Linked DNA regions of Gossypium hirsutum: regions 2 and 3 are each linked to region 1. A link is a contact called in public Hi-C data. All regions are on one chromosome and are shown on one strand. The core of a region is the stretch at or near the end of the contact, and the rest is flanking DNA. Distances in the headings are between cores, read along the strand shown.

The links. Hi-C and Micro-C count contacts between places; a contact is called where the count stands out from the background.
Region 2: a contact with region 1 is called in a Hi-C map of leaf, with 3 times the contacts expected there. The contact joins the promoter of LOC107896614 here to the promoter of LOC107896622 in region 1. A contact is called at or near these places in 2 of 34 Hi-C or Micro-C datasets (both in leaf).
Region 3: a contact with region 1 is called in a Hi-C map of leaf, with 2.4 times the contacts expected there. The contact joins the promoter of LOC107896615 here to the promoter of LOC107896622 in region 1. A contact is called at or near these places in 10 of 34 Hi-C or Micro-C datasets (callus, hypocotyl, leaf and 2 more).

Annotation. Positions count from the first base shown.
Region 1 is chrA10:100,688,323-100,691,249 of Gossypium_hirsutum_v2.1, reverse strand. It overlaps LOC107896622 (outer envelope pore protein 16-2, chloroplastic), which reads right to left and starts at 1,555. Exons shown (of 8, transcript XM_016821824.1): 1 at 1,394-1,555; 2 at 1,074-1,273; 3 at 938-989; 4 at 789-860; 5 at 332-363. The coding sequence starts at 1,196. LOC107896621 (serine/threonine-protein phosphatase 4 regulatory subunit 3) reads right to left here. Exons shown (of 19, transcript XM_016821822.2): 18 at 2,801-2,896; 19 at 1,588-2,725. The coding sequence ends at 2,224.
Region 2 is chrA10:100,492,268-100,495,194 of Gossypium_hirsutum_v2.1, reverse strand. It overlaps LOC107896614 (chitinase-like protein 2), which reads left to right and starts at 1,398. Exons shown (of 2, transcript XM_016821815.2): 1 at 1,398-2,064; 2 at 2,196-2,927. The coding sequence starts at 1,689. The coding sequence ends at 2,770.
Region 3 is chrA10:100,508,482-100,511,408 of Gossypium_hirsutum_v2.1, reverse strand. It overlaps LOC107896615 (calmodulin-binding transcription activator 5), which reads right to left and starts at 1,385. Exons shown (of 13, transcript XM_041079122.1): 1 at 933-1,385; 2 at 495-620. The coding sequence starts at 996.

The sequences.
Region 1 (2,927 bases), core at 306-2,805:
TAAAAAGTAAGCCTCCTTTCTTTTTTGCCTTTTTTTTTTTAATAAAAAAAGGCCTTCGTCTTTGTGCACCCAACTTGCCAACTTGAAATATGATATTCATGTCCAACACATGATGGAGAATATTGATACAAATTTATGAAAAAAATACCTGTATATGTATACCTCGAGTACGGCCACAAATCATATGAAAGCTCAACAAAGTTTACCAACTTATTACAAGATCTATTGAGGTTACTTATGTAGAAGAGTCATCATACTAGCTAGTTTCAATCACTATACATCATTGACTGTCTTTTCACTTGAAATTTTATGTACTTGTGAAAGGACTCACCATTGCTTCAAGAGAATTTCGACTGGTTTCCCCTGCAATCAAACATCAAATCAATTTCAACTTTCATTAGTAACTGTGAAACTAACACATGAATAATATATGAAACTGCGAAAATCATCCAACAAGGAAGAGAAATTAAACTTAATTTGCACTTCCGAATTCAGTAAATAATTAAGCCAAAGAAGTTTTTAGTATTTTAAGGTTCAATCTCATCTCAAAAAATCTGTAAGAAGAAAACCAAAAAGACAAAGCAATTAACTCCTTCCGAGTAAGCGACAAAATGAAATTAGCTAAAGGTGAGCCTGGAGGAATCGATCTTCATGTATCAGCCATCACCCACAAGCATGTATAATATTGCACGAGACACCAAAGACTGTTCCTGTTTACCTCCCTTTTCTAATGCTAAGCTTGTGTTAAAAAGAAAAAGGATTCATGAATGGCATGCATTGATGCATACCTCTGAGGCCAGGGAAGCCTTGCTTCTTATTCTTGACACCAGTGATATCAGTCGATTTAATGGGTCCAGTTCCTGCACCAAAACCACAACCCCACATCACAGAACCCATCACCAAAACAAAATGAAAAAGCATAAGCAATTGCGTTTGCCTTCAAAAGCTATATGACAAGCCTCCCTGGCGATAGCTTGAAGTGCTCCAATCTGCACACCCACACCCATCACAAAATATTAGTTTGGGGAAATAGAGGGACCGAAATATTGAAGATGAGAAATAATATTACATACACCAGCAGTTTTGACAAAGCTCTGAGCAGACCAGTTGAGAAGAGGGTGTCCCAGGTCGAAGAAATCTCCCTTATCGAAGCGCAATTCATCAAACAAAGACTTCGCCTCCGAGTTACCACTCATGGTTTCTTCTTGGGTTTTCTGACGTAACGCTTCTTGATCTATCGCGTTAAAACTTCTTCAGGGAGAGATGCTAATGGCTGTCGAAGATGGTGTACCCGATATCAATCGGAAGATTGAACAAGTGAAAATGCTATGATATTTGTACAAGAGATTGTAGGAGACAAGTTGAGAAGATATAGGACACGTGTTTATGAAACCTTATGTATCTCCTGCATGGGGAACCAGATATGGCGGATTTCGTGGCGATTCTCGGGACGCTCTGTTTCATATTCTTCGCCACGTATCTTTCAGTCCGTATACCTGGCCAAGCCCAATGTTGCGTGTTCTTCCATTTGCAGTGCCATGCATGGTACACTTTCTAGTAACAACTTGAGATTTTAGAACGATTAAGTGCAAAAGTAAAAGCCCAATCCATTAAAATTCTTCAAATCAGTAAAACAAGTAAATTGGGGGGTTTAGCGGATTTAATGCGGAAACACCCCCCCCATTACAAGGTGAAGTTTGCGTAATAACAATTTACAAGTGGGTTTATAAATGAGGTTTCAGCTACAGTTCGGGAAAATTTTGCCTCCTCACCCATTGTCATCCTAGATCCTCTCATCTCCTCTATCTATACGTATATAACAGGCACACTCACCACAAAAATGAACAAAAGGAAGCCAGTACTAATACTATGCAGGGGAAATATTACTGCCCCATTCTATTAGTTAGTTCACAAATCTAAATGGAACAATAAAAGTTCTTTTTTTCTCTTTAGGAAAAAAGGGGAAAAAGTTAAAACAGACAATGTTTTAGTTGATGGAGCGGCGCAAAGCATCAGGCAGGCCTGGTAGATCTATACATGTTCTTCCCCTCCGATGAACATTTCAGAATTCCAAGCTTTCTTCGCATCCGGCTCTTTCTTGTGAGTTCACTTTTCCTTTGGTAGCCCAAGATTGTTTAGTCAACCAAGCACATCCTATAGCTAAAATAAAACAAAGAAGGAAACAAGTTACCCTGCGTATAACGAATGATTCTGGGATTCAACTCATGATCCATTTACAGCCATTTCAGGTGATGACTTTGATGGTAGCAACGGACGGGGATCCTCTCCACTTAATTGTCTATTGTCTGAAGGGCTATGCAGGTAATCTGAACAGTTTCTAGGAGATTCTTTCCCTCTAAGGTTGCCCTCGTTTGGACTTTTGTTATCATAACTTCTGGGACTGCCAGATTCCTTTTCAATATGATTCTCCTCACCTGATTGAGTAGATAAATGCATGGCATTTGCGGTTTTCTTACTAGGCAGCACTGCCTGGCTTAGGGTTGAACACAAAGCCGCAAATACACTATCTCTTGGTTTAGAGCTTTTACCCAAACGCTGCTTCTTAGCTAGCCCAGGTTCCTTTTCCTTAGGAGTCAACTTACGCTTCAAGCCAAGGGACTCCATGCTTCCTTCATCATCCTCCGAGTTTTCAGTCTGTTTCCTTGGAGGTGGTCTGTAGTCTTCATCGTCATCATCATAGTCAACAAGCCCACCAGATCTAGGGCTATAAAATTAAAATAAATATAAGCACACTACAAAATTCAGTAATGAACCATCAAGGATGAGGTCACTGAAATACCATGACGATGGGCAGCTGACAGCAACTCCATTGGATAAAACAGGCTGAGATTGCACTTTCTCAGGATGAGATCCAGATGTTGTATCCTCTTCATCACTGATTAACATCCAAACATATTCTATCAATA
Region 2 (2,927 bases), core at 149-2,648, 200 kb after region 1:
TGTAGGACTCCTAACTAACGAATTGCAAAGGGTTTCGCGACCCGAATTGTTCCCTTTCTGACAACCCAAGTCCACTTAGGTTCAATCATATTTAAATTCGTATCAACAATCTCCTCAGCCGACCAATTCACAGCTTTCAAATCTGCTCCGCAACCCACCATTTGATCGTGACCAAAGTGTGAACTTGCCTTCAACAAATCAGGCCCAGAGCCTCGTTCTAATCATTTCTCGAGGCAATAGCAATAGTTGGGTCTAAGTTCTCTGCTAATTCCTTTGATTTCCTAGAACCTCTCGAGCTGCCATATTGGGTTTTTCACTACCCACCTCTTCATTAAATGTATCTTCAACCTCTCAACTCCTTTCACCACCAGACGAATCTTCTTTAGCAAAATCAAAATGACCTTATGAAAATTTAGCACGTCCACCTCCAGATTCAAAGGCTGTGAATCCCCAACTTCGGAAATTGTTCATCTCCACATTCAAGAATAATGAGTTCCTCAATTTGTTTTAACTGATTAGCCGATATTAAGCGAGTTAGACTCCATGGAAATAAAATCACCCTAATAAATAGCAACGCTTTTGAACGTCTCTAGGTTCCAAGCGTGCTAAGGAGCGCCAGTAACTTCAATCCAAGTTGTGCGAAAACGTATGAAATGGAACTGAGACCAGCGTTCAACATCGATGAAAATTTGTTTTAACAATGAGAACTGCAAATCCTCCATAGTCTTCTAACATTTCAACATTCGAAATCTCGAAAAGAAATTGGCTTGATATGATTTATTTAGGGTGTTAATTTTATGTATTATAATAATGCACAAATTGATATTTTATGCATCACATTTAATATTTTTAAAGTATATAATATCAAATCATTTTATGAAAATAAAAATACCAAATAATACATAAATTGATAGTTCAAGTATTTCATTAAAAATTTTCAAAATATAAATATCATATTGAAACATTTTATAAAAGAATAGATACCAAATATGACATCATCCCCTGTTGAGAGTAACCAAACACTGTTTTCATCCAGCCCATGAGAAGTATTTGGCCCAAAAGCAAAAGTTTCAGTACAATGAATTATGAATCCCAAAAAAACCCCAAGTGGTCCAGGTCCAAGCCAGTCTAGGGCTGAGGAAAGAAATGGAAAAATTGAAAAGTAATTCCAGGGTCTGATTCAATTTTATTAAATTTAGTTTGATTTTGGTTTCGGTTCATAAATTTAAAAATAATTTTAAAATGTTATATAAAACTGTTTTTTAAAAATAAATTAATCAATAATCTAAAACGATAAAAATGGCGATTTGAATTAAGCTCATATTTTGAAAAAAAAATAAAAATTATCTCATCCAGAACTGATTAAAACCGAACCGATGAATCCTAGAAGCCAAGCCAAGTGTGCAGAGTAAGAATAGAACATCAACATTTTGCTTTAAGCTTTTCGTTGCTTGCACTCTAAGAAGCATAAAACGCAAGCAAAACTTGACACTAGTGTGAGTGTGAGTGCCCATCATTCATCAACCCTGAAAATCGCCCTTCCCCTAATCAGTTCTAACCTCACTTTCTAACACTTTCACTGCAGCACTCAAAAACATTCGCCGAATCTTTACTATAAACTCCCAGTGTTGGTTTCTCCACTCCAAACCCAAACCACGACCACCACATTTTGCTTCGTATCTTTGATAATGGAAGCCAAATGGCTGGTTCTTTTTTCAGTGGCGGCAATGCTGGTGGCACTGGCCAACTGCCAGGAATCGTTGAAGCCATTGGTGAAGATGGTAAAGGGCAAGAAGCTGTGTGACAAAGGGTGGGAATGTAAAGGGTGGTCAAAGTATTGTTGCAACCATACCATTTCTGATTACTTCCAAACTTACCAGTTTGAGGACCTTTTTGCGAAGCGTAACACGCCGGTAGCACATGCGGTTGGGTTCTGGGATTACCATTCCTTCATTACTGCTGCTGCTCAGTATCAGCCTCATGGATTTGGTACCACCGGGGAAAAGCTCCAGAATATGAAGGAAGTCGCTGCTTTTCTTGGACATGTCGGCAGCAAAACTTCATGTAAGTAAATATGTGCTTAGTTAAAAGTGTTTAATATTACTTTTGATCATCCAAGAGCAATGTTAAACGAATGTGGCTTATCTAACTGTTTGTTGTTCTTGAACAATGGCTCTGGTTTATAATAATTTCAGGTGGCTATGGAGTCGCTACCGGGGGACCATTGGCTTGGGGTCTTTGCTACAACAAAGAAATGAGCCCTAGCAAAATATATTGCGATGATTACTATAAATACACCTATCCTTGCACACCAGGAGTCTCATATCATGGCCGTGGTGCCTTGCCTATCTACTGGAACTACAACTATGGGGAAACTGGAGAGGCTTTGAAGGTGGACTTGTTGAACCACCCAGAATACTTAGAAGACAACGCAACCTTGGCTTTCCAGACAGCAATGTGGAGGTGGATGACGCCGATGAAGAAACACCAACCCTCAGCCCATGACGTTTTCGTTGGCAACTGGAAACCAACCAAGAACGACACCTTGGCCAAGAGGGTTCCAGGTTTTGGAACCACCATGAATGTTCTTTATGGTGACCAAGTTTGTGGTCAAGGTGATAGTGATTCCATGAACAATATGATCTCTCATTACCTTTATTACCTTGACCTTTTGGGAGTTGGCCGAGAAGAAGCTGGTCCTCATGATATGCTCACCTGTGAAGAACAAGAACCCTTCACTGTTTCTCCCTCATCTGCAACATCATCATGAAAAAAGGAAACAAACTCTAGTATATGCGGATTTATTTCAATTTGCGTGAATCCCACAATGGATTGCTCTTAACAATTGTGGAGTTTTACAGCAGTTTGTGTTGGTTGTATAAAATTTGAGATTTTCTTTTTCTTGTTTTTACTATCAAATTGTAGCT
Region 3 (2,927 bases), core at 136-2,635, 180 kb after region 1:
CTTATTCATTACATGTAAGTATAGAAAGCACAGTTAATTTGAAAGCAAAGTTAAAATTTCCTAGAGTCATAAGTAATGACACTTAGACATTCTATTGCAGCATGGATAACTTTGGCAATCCTAATGAAATACTGAATCAAATAAGTGTTCATTTGATTGATGCCCTTTAAATTTTCATACTTTCTTTGTGCCTTTTTTTTTTTTTTTTTTTGCAAAATAGAAAAAATGTACAGAAAGCCAAAAGGCAAATAATAAAACATGAACGGAAAACAAATGCATTAATCAATCGGGGCCCAAATTTTATCTCAAACAGCCAGTTGTTTATAAACTCTTATTATAAACTTAGAAGAACTGAAAAAATGGTAAAAGCTCAGGAATTTGTTTTATTCAATCAGAATTGTCGTGATTAAACATGGAATAGATTATTGCTTCATGGAAATCCGAGAAAACATGAAAAATGGGGTAATGAAAAATGGAGTATTATGAGTAGTTACTTTGGGGCAAGTTCACTGGCTTCACATGGATGGGGAAGTATTTGTAGTTGGAAAGTATAGCATGAATTTCATTTGGACGTAACCATCTTGACTTTGCCTCTTCCATCATAGTTCGAACATCCAAATCTATCAATAGAAACTAAAATTAGCAAAAGAGAGAGTCACATAACTATGACATATACAAAGCTTAAACTACTTATCTAGCTCTCAAAGAGCCAAAATAACTCTTACAGAACCTCTATTGTTCAACAAATTAGAAACAAAAAGTAAGAAAATTGCTTACAAAAAGCTAACAAGCCAGAATTCTTTGCAATTTACAAGTAATTAAACAAATTTAAAACGTCAAGTTTAACATATTTTACAAAACTCCTAGAGTGAGAAAATTAGTAAAGCAGAATTAGATGAGATAAAAGAAAAGATAGATTCTGTGTACGGTACCTTCCAATGTATGAAATCCATGAATTTCAGTGCCGGCGAGTTGACCCGAACCACTACCGTCCATCGCCAAAATCCGATTACGAGAGAAGAATATTCGATTTAATTAACTTTCTACACCGTAAAAAAGAAGCTAATTTCATCACATTAAACGCATAAAAACGAAGTTATCATAATAAAATATGAAAATAGAAAACAGCTTTAGCCTAAAACCTAGCAAAACCTTGTGCAAAGTGAAGGGTGTGTTCTTGGAGCGTGGAAAATGGAAGTTTTATTATTATTATTATTATTATTATTAATTTTGGTGTTAAAATAAATAATCGAAATTAATTTATTAATTATGAGATGACTCTCCTTTATCTTTTCCGAAAAGTGATTTGCTGAAATAAAGGAATTTTTAAATTTTGTGTGGAGGAGATAACAGTCTACAGTTTGGTCAAGCATTTGCTGTCGGAACCTATGCCTTTGATTTCTACGCTGGGTCTACTCATAAACGAGTGGTTTCCATTCCTGAAATGCTTTTCTCCTTTCTGTTACTTTTTAGTTCCAATTCTGCTCTCAATCCCTATGCTCATTTCTCATTACTCATTACTCATTGCACATTTCAAAGTAGGATAAAAAAAAAGAAACTACACCAATTATCCCTAAATTTTCATTTTAGATTCATAATAATCATTACCATTATAAATTTGTTACATTTTTGTCACTCGTTGCATCTTCAAAGTGCTAATAGCTAATTTGGTCCTTAAGCTATAATTAAAAAATCATTTTAATATTTTTAAAATTTTTAATAATAATTGTAAAATAAAAATAAAAATTATTTAAAAAAAATTAATTGCAACAAAGAAAAATCAAGAATTTTGCAACTAATTTTTTTCAAAAATAGAAAACATTAAATACTTATTCACTTCCATCTAACTCGTTTCTTCATTTGCTTTGTTGGTACACTCTCTTCATATATGTTTTATTTACCATGCAATTAGAAAGAAGAAATTGTGGGTTTGAAAAAGAAGAAGAGCACTTTGCATTATAAATTTAAAAATTCCAAAATTTCAAAACTAAAAGTCATTAAAAAAACCCAATCAATCTAGTAACTGAAGTTACATAAAAGAAATAATGGGTTTAGAAAAATAGGGTACTTTATATTATAAATTAAAAGAAAAATAAAAAGTTTCAAAAAATTGAAACTTACCAAAGAACTCATATGGTATAATAGAACATTTTGCTCTTCTCTCTTGCCTTCTTCTTTTTTAAATTTTTTTCTTTTCATAATTATCAAGAAAATCTTGCAAATAGGTCATTGATGATAAAAGATTTTATGATTCTTAAGAATAAAAACAGTGTTGCAAGCCTAGATTTTGTTTCTTGAAAACTTGAACAGCAACAATCGATCTAATAGTGAAATTTGAATCTTGCATTAAAATTTATTTTACTAGGGCTTTTAAGGATTTGAGAAATAAAATAAAATAAAATTTGCAAAACAATTTATGGGTAAAACAACATCAAGTTGTTCATCAATAGTGTAAAACAAATGGAATTTAGTTTGAAGATTTTAAGTTTTTTTTATATAATAAAAAATTACAAGAAATGATAATTTAAAATTTTTTAAATCTATACATATTTAAATATTTTTATATTTAAAAATATATGATTTTTAACTATTTTATGGATTTTCTAATAATTTTTAGTTCAAGATTTTTTATTTTAATTTTTTATAATATTGTTAAGAAAATTTTAAAAATATTAAAATGATTTTTTAACTGTAGTTCAAGGACTAAATTAGCTATTTAACTCTTTGACTTAAGGTGTAACGTTGTTTGTTTAATGAAAGTTAACAACTAAGTGACAAAAATATAACAATTTAATAATATTAATGACTATTATGTAACTTTTGAAAGTTGAATAACTAAAATGTAATTCTAAATAAAGTTTAGGGACAATTAATACAGTTTACCCTAAAAAAGATTAGGTACCAAAAAAAAGGCAAATATAATTTAA